Linked DNA regions of Callithrix jacchus: region 2 is linked to region 1. A link is a contact called in public Hi-C data. All regions are on one chromosome and are shown on one strand. The core of a region is the stretch at or near the end of the contact, and the rest is flanking DNA. Distances in the headings are between cores, read along the strand shown.

Evidence for each region. Hi-C and Micro-C count contacts between places; a contact is called where the count stands out from the background.
Region 2: a contact with region 1 is called in a Hi-C map of induced pluripotent stem cells, with 3 times the contacts expected there. The contact joins two enhancer-like sites. A contact is called at or near these places in 3 of 3 Hi-C or Micro-C datasets (induced pluripotent stem cells and skeletal muscle).

The regions. Positions count from the first base shown.
Region 1 is chr2:113,931,516-113,937,360 of calJac240_pri, forward strand. All of the region lies in intron 2 of CAST (calpastatin), which reads right to left. Among named protein-coding and RNA genes, the nearest start is that of CAST, 20 kb to the right of the region's middle. Within about 2 kb of position 2,331, at least 3 of the 16 cell types and tissues checked have an H3K27ac peak or open chromatin away from gene starts, as enhancers often do.
Region 2 is chr2:113,996,403-114,002,247 of calJac240_pri, forward strand. No RefSeq gene overlaps it. Among named protein-coding and RNA genes, the nearest start is that of CAST, 45 kb to the left of the region's middle. Within about 2 kb of position 3,004, at least 3 of the 16 cell types and tissues checked have an H3K27ac peak or open chromatin away from gene starts, as enhancers often do.

The DNA.
Region 1 (5,845 bases), core at 1,081-3,580:
GTCTCATTGATCTTCGCATTGACTTTTATCTAAGAACTATTATTATCCTCATTTTACAGATAAGAAATGTGCCCTTAGTGAGGCAAAGTAACTTGCCTAAAGACACAGTTAGGAATTAGCAGAGCTTGGAATTAAATCCAGGCATTGAACTCTAAACCCTATACTCAGAAAGTATCATGTGCTGCTTCCACAGAAACCACAGATCAATAGCAGGTTAACTGAGTTATGAGTGTGGCTCTTCAAAGCTTTCACAGCAAATGAGAAAGAGGATGCTCTCACTGTGGTCTCAGAATAGTAGAGAGCTTTTGTCCTGAATTTTGTAAATTTTCTAAATTTCTCTCAGAATTCAACCTGAATTTGTATCATAAAATAGATTGTTTTAATGCCTATATAATGCCAGAAGTTTTAATTGCAGCTTTTGAACTTAAATTCATGCAGCACTCACGAAGACCTATCTGACAGGTTCCACATAAGAAATAATTCTAATATCTATGTAAGTAAGTTTTGCCCATAGGAAAGCAAGCAGTGACCAACATTACTTCATGATGCATTACAGAGGAAGACAAATATACCAGGACTACACAGAGAAATCCCCAAAAGAGGCGATTTGAATGCCCTGTGATGATTAATCATCTCCTACTCATAATCCTCTCACTCCTCTGTTAAAACTCATGAAGGGCTGAACTGATACACAGAACAGAGTTTAAAGTGAAAAGCCATTTCACAGGTTGCACCTGAAGAAAACGAGAATAGAGGAGCTTGATCCAAAAAGCTGAACACCGTCATTATGGGCCAATTCCAAGAATTCCTGGTATTAAATTTTCTCTCTAGAAGTTTCTATTTTTTCATTTTCTCATAGAAGACAGCAGAACTGTACCAAACACCAAAGGAAGCCCCTGAAATGCCAAAATCTAGGCAGGAACTCCAACCCAATCAAAGCCAGTGGAACTAGATTGAAAAGCACAATTGGGGAACCACTTGTGTCATGCATCTGAAACAGAGCAAGCTAACGTCCCTGAAAGACACCCTCTCTCCTAAATGCTCAGACTCCATGCAGAAATGTACCCATCTAGAAAAATCTAGCAGTCACACTTCTTTGGTAGGAGTTCTCCTCATGAGGCAACCTATCTTTATTCTCCATTAGTGCCTCTCTTTCTAACCCAAGTCAAAGATTCCAAATCCTGGAAACCAACTAGGCAGAAAGCTGGTGGGTTGAGTGGAGTGGGGCAGGGCGCGGGAGGATGGGTTGTATGCAGGGTGTGTCAGTTGCATGCTGCACCTGGAGGTGCGTACAAAGTTGCCTTCTTGGGGGTGGAGGTAAAGAGTCCCATTAGCAGTCCATGCTAAAGAAAGGAGTTCTTCCCTGCATCTCATTTCATACAGCAGATGTTCTGTAATGAATGAAAGTCTACTAGGTAGTGGGAATTTTTATCAGGATTGTGCATATTCACCTGCCCAACAGCTGTAGCTCTGAGGAGATTTAGCTAGCTTGGACATGGAGAGAAGGGCTAAGGACAGTGTGCTCATCACAGCTGACAAGCTCTAGAAGTAGGTCAAGCTCTCCTTAAAAACGAGTGACTAGAAAGAAATTTTGCCTCTCAAAACCAACACAGAAAGGAAGAGGGTGCCAACATCTTGAAGACTGAAAAAAATCTCATAAAATGATACACAATAAGAAGAAAATTCAGACAAAAGTGTGCATCTTTGATAGGAAACAAGATGTTATTACTTCATGAAATGGAGTAGAGAGCTACAGAATTTTAACTGGGTGACAGGAGCAGGGTTGTGGGGGTGTCCCAAAGATGCTCACTGTTCCCCAGTTGGATGTGTTTTCCCAGGTCCTTGGGCCTCACTCACCCAAGAATGGGGGGAGGTGGTGCGGTGAGCTTGTTCAAGTAAGTATCTGACACAGAGAGTTTGCTGAAAGCTATTTATTAGGCAGAGAGAGAGAGAAAGAGAGAGAGAAAGAGAGAGAGAGAAGAAATAGAGAGAGAGAGAAGAAATAGAGAGAGAGAGCTCCCATGCTGTCATGGGAGGGGATCCAGAGAGGGAAATCCATATAGGTAAGGGAGTAGGGGGAATTTAACCCTGGAGTTACTCCCACCCCATTCAAGTTCTTGTCCAGTAAGAGGAGTTCTTCCAAACTTCCTCTGGAGTCATTAATCTTTGACTCTGATATTGGATTGGTTGCCTGGCCCACAATCAATGCCTCCTCCCTCAGAGCTTTCGGCAGGCTTTCTAAACAAAGGAAGCTCACCTAGACTTTCTACCCATCTCTCATGCAGGAAAGTTAGACAAAGAACTTCAAGTTCCCAGATGGGGAGGTGGATGGAGGTATGGCTCTGGGAAACCATGCCCCTTGTGGACTGGAAAGAGAAGTTAACACAGTCCCTTAGACTGAAATGGAAAGATAATGGAGTGAGACAAAGAGATAAGAGAGGATATGAGGCGGGCACAGAGAAACCAAAACCGAAACCAAAATTTAAACCTGTATTAGAAGTTTCAAAGAGCAGAATTTAGAAATAAAATATATAGAGGGGGGCAAACTTCAGAAACTCTCCTAGAGTGCAAGGGTAAATGTCAGCAAAAGAAAATGGTGAGGCAGATGATTAGTGAATGTCTAATGTCAGAATTACAGTAGTCCCTCTTATTTGCAGGGGATATATTCTAAGATTCTCCCATGGACACCTGAAACTGCGAATAGTACTGAACCCTGTATTCACTATGGTTTTTCCTATACATACATACCTATAATAAAGTTTAATTTCTAAAATAGGCACCATAAGAGACTAACAACAACAATAATAAAATATAACAATTATAGCAATATACTATAATAAAAGTTATGTGGATGGGGTCTCTCTCTCTCTAAATATCTCATTGTATTGTACCATGGGTAACTGAAATCATGAAAAGTGGAACAGCTGATAAGGAGGAACTATTGCATGTATATGTTTAAGAAGAAACAAGGGAAACTAAAATAAGAGTAATAATGAAGAAATAACTAAACAGATATTCCAAGACAAATTAATAAAGAAAAACACATTAATATATAGGGACACCCTGGCAGTATTTTTAAATTGTAAGAACAAAAGAAAAATAAAATCTTGCACCAAGGCTAGAAAAATAAGCTTCCTAAAAAGTAAGCCAATTAGGCTGCCTCAGACATCTCTGTAGCACAAAAAGCCAGAAAATCGTGAAGCAATAGATATAGAATTTTGATGAAACAAAACTGTGACCCGAGAATGTTGCACAATTTTGTATTGATTGACTTTCTTGTCTGTCACCAAAGAGAAAACATTCTTACATTCACACATACTCAGAAAATCATCACTGTGCTCTCTCCCTGAAAAAAATCTTAGAAAATACTCTAATCAATGAAACAAAAATTTCAAATGAAAAAAATGGGGAAACCACAGTTTGAAAGATCTTGTAACTTCCTGAAGTCAGTTTAGCCTCCCAAGTCGGACACCCAGCACGGGCCTGTGCTGGCCACTTGGGGCTGGATCTCCCGGTGAGCCAGGGGTGACTGCCTCAGTGCAGCTTTTCAGCTTGGCCTTTCTTGGCACTGAGACATGAGCTTGTGCAGCCACAATCAACTCCCCACAATTAATAAGGACTCTTTGCCATGACACATAAAACAATGTTAAAATAATGTTTGCTACAGTACTCTTCTAGAACTTGCTAATGACAGCTAAATCACTTATGGGAACACTGTCACAAATTACTTCCTGAGTAAGAAGTAAATTTCTCTCCCTTTCAAAAACAGAGCACAAAATAATGACAGATTAAATGCCATATTGGATGCCAATATATTTGAATAATGATTTTCTATATGCTTAAATGCCGTACACACTGATGGGTCTTTTTTTAATTGAAAAAGATTTATCTATCACAAAGCACATTATCATTTTCAGACTAGGCCCTATTCATGATGCTCCTTTGCGATCTCTGCTTAAAAATCAAGATATGCAGCATTTAACTAAAGGCAACATGCACACACAGAAAAAAGATGCAGGAAAATACACCAAGATGTATATAGTGTCCATCTCTTTGGGTGCTAGAATCCTAGATGAGGGTGTTTATTTTCTTTGAATTCCCTGGTACTTTCTAAATTTTTTTCGATGATTATAGTTTAGCTGCACAATCATTAAAAAGTACAAAATTGACATATATAATAATTATAAATACATGACATTATCACATTAATTTGAGAATATACACACAATCTTATAGCAGTAGTTACAACTAAGCAGTAAGACTCAGGGTAATACTGTTTTTCACAAGTATGTATTACTTTTGTGATGAAAAAAAGTCTAACTTCATTCAAAAAAAAGTTTAAAACAGTTTCAGTCATTCAACACTTACTTCATACATTTTAGAAAGAGGAAAGGTAAATAGTGATGAAAAGAATGCTACCAATGCTATTATAGTAAGGAAAATGTTACAAATATCTTTTCCTTTAAGGCATAATTTCCATTCTCTTTTATTTATATCTTCTTTTCTTTACTCATAAAAATACACCCATTGTTAAATTTGAAGCTTTTAAAATAGGCTCTCTGAGATCATGCCCATTTTATAATTTAAATTCCATTCCCAGGACTTCACTGAAATTTGTTGCTAAAAGATTCACACTCCCACAGTGTGGCCAGATGTGTCAGTTACATCCTTTAAATAGATTTGATTGCAGGTTTGGAAAGACTTATTTGTTTTACTGTATTTAAAGTTTCTGATGTTAAGTGTTTTCATTTTCCTCCATTCTAGCTATTTTATCTTTGGCTTGTTAGTCCATGCAACTTTTGGTGCTATAATCCTCTACATCTAAGAAAGAATTGAAAAATTCATAACAATTAGTATAAACAAGCAAACATAACTAAATTCTCATAGATGCTTACCTTACCCTATCCTCAAGTATTTGTATTTCAAATGTAGCATGAAAAGTGATATGTTAGTTGCAACATTCTATTAAAATTGCTGCAGGTGGCTGGGTGTCGTGACTTACACCTATAATCCTACCACTTTAGGAGACTGAGGCGGGAGGATCACTTGAGCCCAGGACTTCAAGACTAGCCTGGGCAACATGAAACTCCATGTCTACAAAAGATAGAAAAAACTAGCTGGGCAAGATGGCACACATCTGTAGTCACAGCTATTTGAAAGGCTGAGGTTGGAGGATTACTTGAGCCCAGGGAGGTCAAGGCTGCAGTGAGCCATGATCACGCCACTGCACTCCAGTCTGGGTGACAGAGTAAGACCCCAACTCAAAAAAAAAAAACCAAACTGCAGGTGTCCTAAGATCACTTAACAGTTGTGTTGGGGTCATATTCTGAAAAAGTAAAAACTATTGACAAATAGCGAGGGAGAAAGAGCTCTGAAATTCACATGGCTATATTCAACTCCATGTATTTTTATATATGGCAATATAATGATGGTTCTCACCTAACCCTCATCAATTTTTTCTTTTGGTTATACTCTCCCAAAGTCCTCTGTGCCCTTTTCTGGCATCTTTAATTAAAATGCAGCAGGGTAATAAAAAGAGAAGAAAAAACTGTAAAGAAGTACCCCTAAGACAGAAAGCAAATTTTCAAACTGATATTGTTTTTTTTTGTTTTTTTTTAGATGGAGTTTCACTGTTGTTACCCAGACTGGAGTGCAATGGCATGATCTCGGCTCACCGCAGCCTCCGCCTTCTGGGTTCAAGCAATTCTGCCTCAACCTCCCGAGTAGCTGGGACTACAGGCGCGCACCACCATACCCAGATAATTTTTGTATTTTTAGTAGAGACGGGGTTTCACCTTGTCGACCAGGATGGTCTCGATCTCTTGACCTCGTGATCCACCCGCCT
Region 2 (5,845 bases), core at 1,754-4,253, 66 kb after region 1:
CAGGTTCCCAACCTGAGGTTTCTAGATAGGACTCTGTGGGATAAATGAACCCTACCTAAACTTATGAATGTGTGTGCTCTTTCATAGGGCAAGTACCTGTAGCTTTCACTACATTCTCAGAGCAGTCAGTGAACTAGAGATACTTGAGAATCACTGGTGTAGAATGAACAAAAAATCAGCTTGGAGTTTTGTTTTTTTTTTTAAATAAAAGGTGTCTTTGTTTTGTAAAGTGATTCACAGTAGCAACCTGTCCCAGTGTGTTAGCCTATGATTCAAGCCATGGGCTTGATGCGTCAACGGATTAAGACAGAGACATAAGAAAGGTGTGGCTTTCAAGGCAGCATCAGGGAAGTGTGGCTGAAAACCCGGGGCACCATGCCCTGCCCTGCCATGAGAGAACTGGAGGCTTCAGATGCAGAGAAAAGAGTCCTGGGGTCCAAAGCCCACTGCCAAGAATTTTTGGATAATCTTGGCCAGTGGCTTATCTCTAGATGCTTGGTTCCTTATTTCTGGTGTGTGTGTATATATGTATGTACAGCTTAGCGTCTAAGAGCCCACACACTGGACCCCAGACCTCAGTTTTAAGTTCATACCCCAGCTCCATATCCTGTAGCCACATGATTTTGGAAAAGTAGCCTGACCCCCTAAGCTGCTGTTCTCTTCTCTGTAAAGTGAAGGTGGTACCAGTACCTACCTCAGAGAATCTTAGCGAGGATGAAATGTGATGATACATGCAAGTCGATTAGCAACACAGTTTGTGCTGCATCAATATGACAGGTACCAAAGTGAACGGTTGTCATACCTGAGGCTGAAATTCCTGACCTCTAGAGGCTTCCTGTCAGGAGGAATCTAACTGGTTGCTTTCTGTGTCTGACTCTTCAGTAGGACCTCACAGGCTAGAGAAGGTTACAGGAGGGGCTCTCTCATAATGCTGCCTTACAGAGCATCACTTCCAGGCTTAGATGAACATCTTCTAGAGGTTCAGATGAAGATTTAACACTTCGGTCCTGAGATGTGAACTGTGATGGTTGATACTGAGTGTAAACTTGATTGGATTGAAAGATGCAAAGTATTGATCTGGGTGTATCTGTGAAGGTGTTGCCAAAAGAGATTAATGTTTGAATCAGTGGGCTGGGAAAGGCAGATCTACCCTTAATCTGGGTGAGCTCCATCTAATCAGCTGCCAGTGTGGCCCGAATATAAAGCAGGCAGAAAAACGTGGAAAGACTAGACTGGCCTAGTCTCCCAGCCTACATCTTTCCTCCGTGCTGGATGCTTAATGCCCTGAAACATTGGCCTCCCAGTTTTTCAGTTTTGGGACTCGAACTGGCTTCCCTGCTCCTCAGCTTGCAGAGAGCCTATTGTGGGACCTTGTGATCGTGTTAATACTCCTTAATAAACTGTAATATATATTTATCCTGTTAGTTCTGCCCCTCAAGAGAACCCTAATACAAAAACATTTACACTCACGTTAGTGTGAGTCACTGAATCTCAGTGGCATGGACCTGTTCTCTGCCCCACTCTTTCCCAGCAAATGCTTGAAGCAGGAACCATTACAAAAGGACTTCTGCTAATCTCCTGATTTTCTACTCATTACCACACTCCTCTACTTGGTCGCTCTTAGGTTCCCTGACCTCTGTCTGGGGTCTGGAGTGGTGGAGCAGGTTAAATACTCTTTCACTGTGAGTCCCAGCCAAGGGAAGCCCACACAACCCTTGTCTGTTTCATTCTCCCTGTTGCCATTGGCACATTAACAAAGCAATCTGATAGACTGAACTATGTTAGCACACTCTGGGAGACAGCCCTGTGCAGCACAGACAGTGCTGCTGAGTCAACGGCAGATAAGGGGAGAGGAGGACCTACCCAGGGACTGCCAAATGCCATCCCGTACAGATGCTCTTTGACTTTCAATGGGGTTATGTTTTTATAAACTTACTGGAAATTGAAAATATTGTAAGTCAAAAATGTACCTAATACATGAAGCTACTGAACAACATAGTTTAGCCTAGCCTACCTTAAATATGCTCAGACAATTACATTCCGCTATGGCTGGGCAGATCACCTAACACAAAGCCTGTTTTATAATAAAGTGCTGAATATCTTATGTAATTTATTGAATATTGTACTGAAATTGAAAAACAGAATTGTCGTATGGGTACTCCAAGTACAGCTTCTACTGAATGCATATCACTGCTTCTGCACCGTCGTAAAGTTCAAATATCGTAAGTCGAACTATTGAAAGTTGGGGGCTGCCTATACTTTAGCCTACTCACGGCTCACTGAAGGCAATGCTGAGGCTCCCCAGTGCCCAAGTTATTTCCTTTGAGTAACTAAAAGGCAAGAGAATATAACTAACTTATTAGCCTTCTTAGTGAGGGGTGCTTCACTTTACCAAGCTTAGTGTGGGAGCAGTAAGAGATGATGGATTCATTTTCACAATTCAAAAATAATATATGTATATCTTTATAATTTGTATTTGAATAAAATGTGTATTTAAATTATGTATGTAAATATATGTAATTATATATATGTAATATATTGTGTATATATATTCAGTTTCAAAAAAGCACTGAGGAAGAGGGGTAATCTGGCACCCCTGGACACAGGCTGGGCCTAGGCTTTGGATAAAGGTGGGGACCCTGGCATTATTCTTGGATTTCCCCTGAATCTTTGGACTCTTGTTTCAGGTTTATCTGCCTGAATAGTTTCCCGTTCCCCACAGTGAATGAATCATTTCCTCTTCTAATCCCCTGCCAAACATTTCAAATCACTTCTCCTTTTCTTGGTTAAGTGCCTAAATTGAACTCACTATGATGAAAAAGTAACCCATAGAAAAGTTTTCATTCTCATTTATAAGCTTCCTGCCATAAGGTTTTTGGGAGAAGCTCGTGGGCGTGTACCGGCTGGATGCTTTTGCTGAAAATCCCTTGTCAACACTGAGGCGCTGTAGTAGGTAAGATTGCACACAGCAGCAGTAGTGAAGGGCCGTGATTCAGATTCATTTCCCTGCAATAACCTAACAAGTCAGGCATCTGCCAACAGCTAACACTCCACCCAGAGGGAAATGGAATCATTTGAGACATAATGATGAGCTTCTGCTGCCATCTGGTGGAGTTCTCACATTTAATCATGTTCTTCACTGTAGCGTAGAGGTGGTTCTGGAAGGAAGTTCCTTAGACCCGCAGCATTGGTATTATTGATCACTCACTGCTGATGATATGCTACTAGTTACTTTGTACCTTAGATTTCTTAGTTACAAAATAGACATAAATATCTAACTCACAGGGCTGTGAGGATATCCAACCTCACAATGTAGATAAATGAACGACAATTTAAAAAACAAAACAAATCAGTATAAGGCACCCAGTATTAAATCTAACAAAAGATGTGCAATTATTTTTAAAAGTATATAATTTCATCGAAAGACATTTGGGAATACCTAAATATTTGCAGGCTCCACCCCAGACGTATAGGCTTAAGATGTACATTGTAATAGAAGTCCCAGGTTATTTGTATAGAGAATAAAATTTGGGGTGCTGTTCTTGACGTTTTCTCCAGGGAGCTAGGTAGTTAATACTGTTGCTCTTGTTCTGTGTCTTTGAATACCCTTAAGTTGTTTCATTTAAAAATGCTGTCATTGAAGACAGTCATTATAAGACACAGTATGAACTGGAGGTTAAGAACACAGAATTTGGGGTCAGATAGAACTTGTTTTGCATCCCATCCCCATCACTGACTACTGATAATGTGGTGAGTTACTTAATCTTTCTGGACCTTAGTTTCGTTAGCTAGAAAATAAACATGAAAATATCTAACTCATAGGGTTGTGAAGACTTAAATGGAAAAAATAGATAGCATAAATAGTATTACAAAATATAAAGTACCTAGTGTTAAATCTAACAAAGAATGTGCAAATATGAAAAAAAGTATGAAATTTCATTGAAAGACATTTGAGAATACCTAAATGAAAGAAGAGACGAAACCATGTTCAAGGATAGGAAGAAAACTGTCAACCATCTTCCAATCCATCTATTCTAATGCAATTCAAATTATAACCTCAACTGGGTTTTTATTGCTGAACTTGACAAGCTTATTTCAAAATTTGAATGGAAGAAAAGAGCTAAGAATAGCTTAGACAATTCGGAAAGAGAAGAAGATGGGAAGGTCACTCTAACAAATATCTAGACTTACTATAAAACTACAGTAGTTCAGGCAGTGTGCTATTGGCACAGTGATGGATGACTTACCAGTGGAACAGAACAGAGAATTCAGAAAGAGACCCATACATATTTGGAAATTTGATACATGAAGTGGTGGCATTACTAATCAAAAGAAAATGCATGGGCTAACTGATAAACATTAATTAGTTACCCACTGAGAAAAATTTCATATACTGTATATTTATATATGCATATATATGTGTGTGTATGTATGTATGTACATATATGTATTTAGACCTCTTCTTTATATTATACCCAAAGATAAATTGTTACCAAGTTGATAACAGATCTAAAGGTCTAAAGCAGAACTAAAATAATTTTGAAGAAAATGCAGAAGAATTTTTGCATAATCTCAGTGTGAGGAAGAGCGTATTAACAAAAGCCAGTAAACCAAAATTATAAAGTAAAAGATTTTGATACATTTGATCAGATTAAAACTTTATTTCTTTAAACCTGTATTTTCAATATTTGAGGGATACAAGTACATATTTCTCTGTTGTTCTTTTTTGAATTTTAGATTCGGGGGTATGTGTGCAGGTTTGTTATGTGGGTCTGTTGTAAAATGCTGAGGTCTGGGCTTCTGCTGAACCCGTCACCCAGTTAGTGAACATAGTACCCAGGAAGTAGATTTTCAACTCTTGCTCTCTTTCCTCCTTCCTCCTTTCGGAGTCCCCACTGTTACTGTTCCCATCTTATGCCCACATGTATGCAATGTTTAGCTGTCACTTATAATTGAGAATATGTGGTATTTGACTTTCTGTTTCTGTGTCAATCCACTTAGGATAATCTCCTCCTGCTGCATCCATGTTGCTGCAAAGGACATGATTTCATTCCTTTTTAAGGCTCAATAGTATTCCATGGTGTCTAAGTACCTCATATTCTTTATCTAAGCCACCGTTAGTGGGCACCATGACTTTGCTATTGTGACTAATACCTGTGCCGTGAACATACAAGCACAGGTATTGTTTTAGTAGAATTATTTCTTTTTCTTTGGGTAGATACATGGTCATGGGATTGGTGGGCCAAATTGTAGTGCTAGTTTTAGTTCTTTGAGGAAACTCCAAACTGCTCTCTACAGTGACTGAACACATGTCCATTTCCATCAACAGTGTAGAAGTGTTCCCTTTTCTCCGCAACCTCACCAACATCTGTTATTTTTTGGCTTTTTAATAACAGCTATGTGATTGGTGTGAGATGGCATCTCATTGTGGTTTTGATTTGCATTTGTCTGATGATTAGTGTTGTCAAGCGTTTTTCCATATGTTTGCTGGCTGCTTGTATGTCTTTTTTGGAGATGTGTCTGCTCAGGTCCTATGCCCAATTTTTAACGGGGTTGTTCTTTTTCTTGTTAAGTTACTTATAGATTCTGAATATTAGTCCTTTTTCAGATGTATAGTTTGTAAATATCTTCTCCCATTTCACAGGCTGTCTCTTTACTCTGTCGATAGTTTCTTTTGCTGTGCAGAAACTACTTGGTTTAATTAGGTTTCAATTTTTAATTCCATTACATTTCTTTTTGAGGTCTTAAGCATAAATTCTTTCCCTAGGCCAATATCCAGAGAGTTTTTCCTAGGCTTTCTTGTAGTATTTTAACAGTTTGAGGTCTTATATTTAAGTCTTTAATC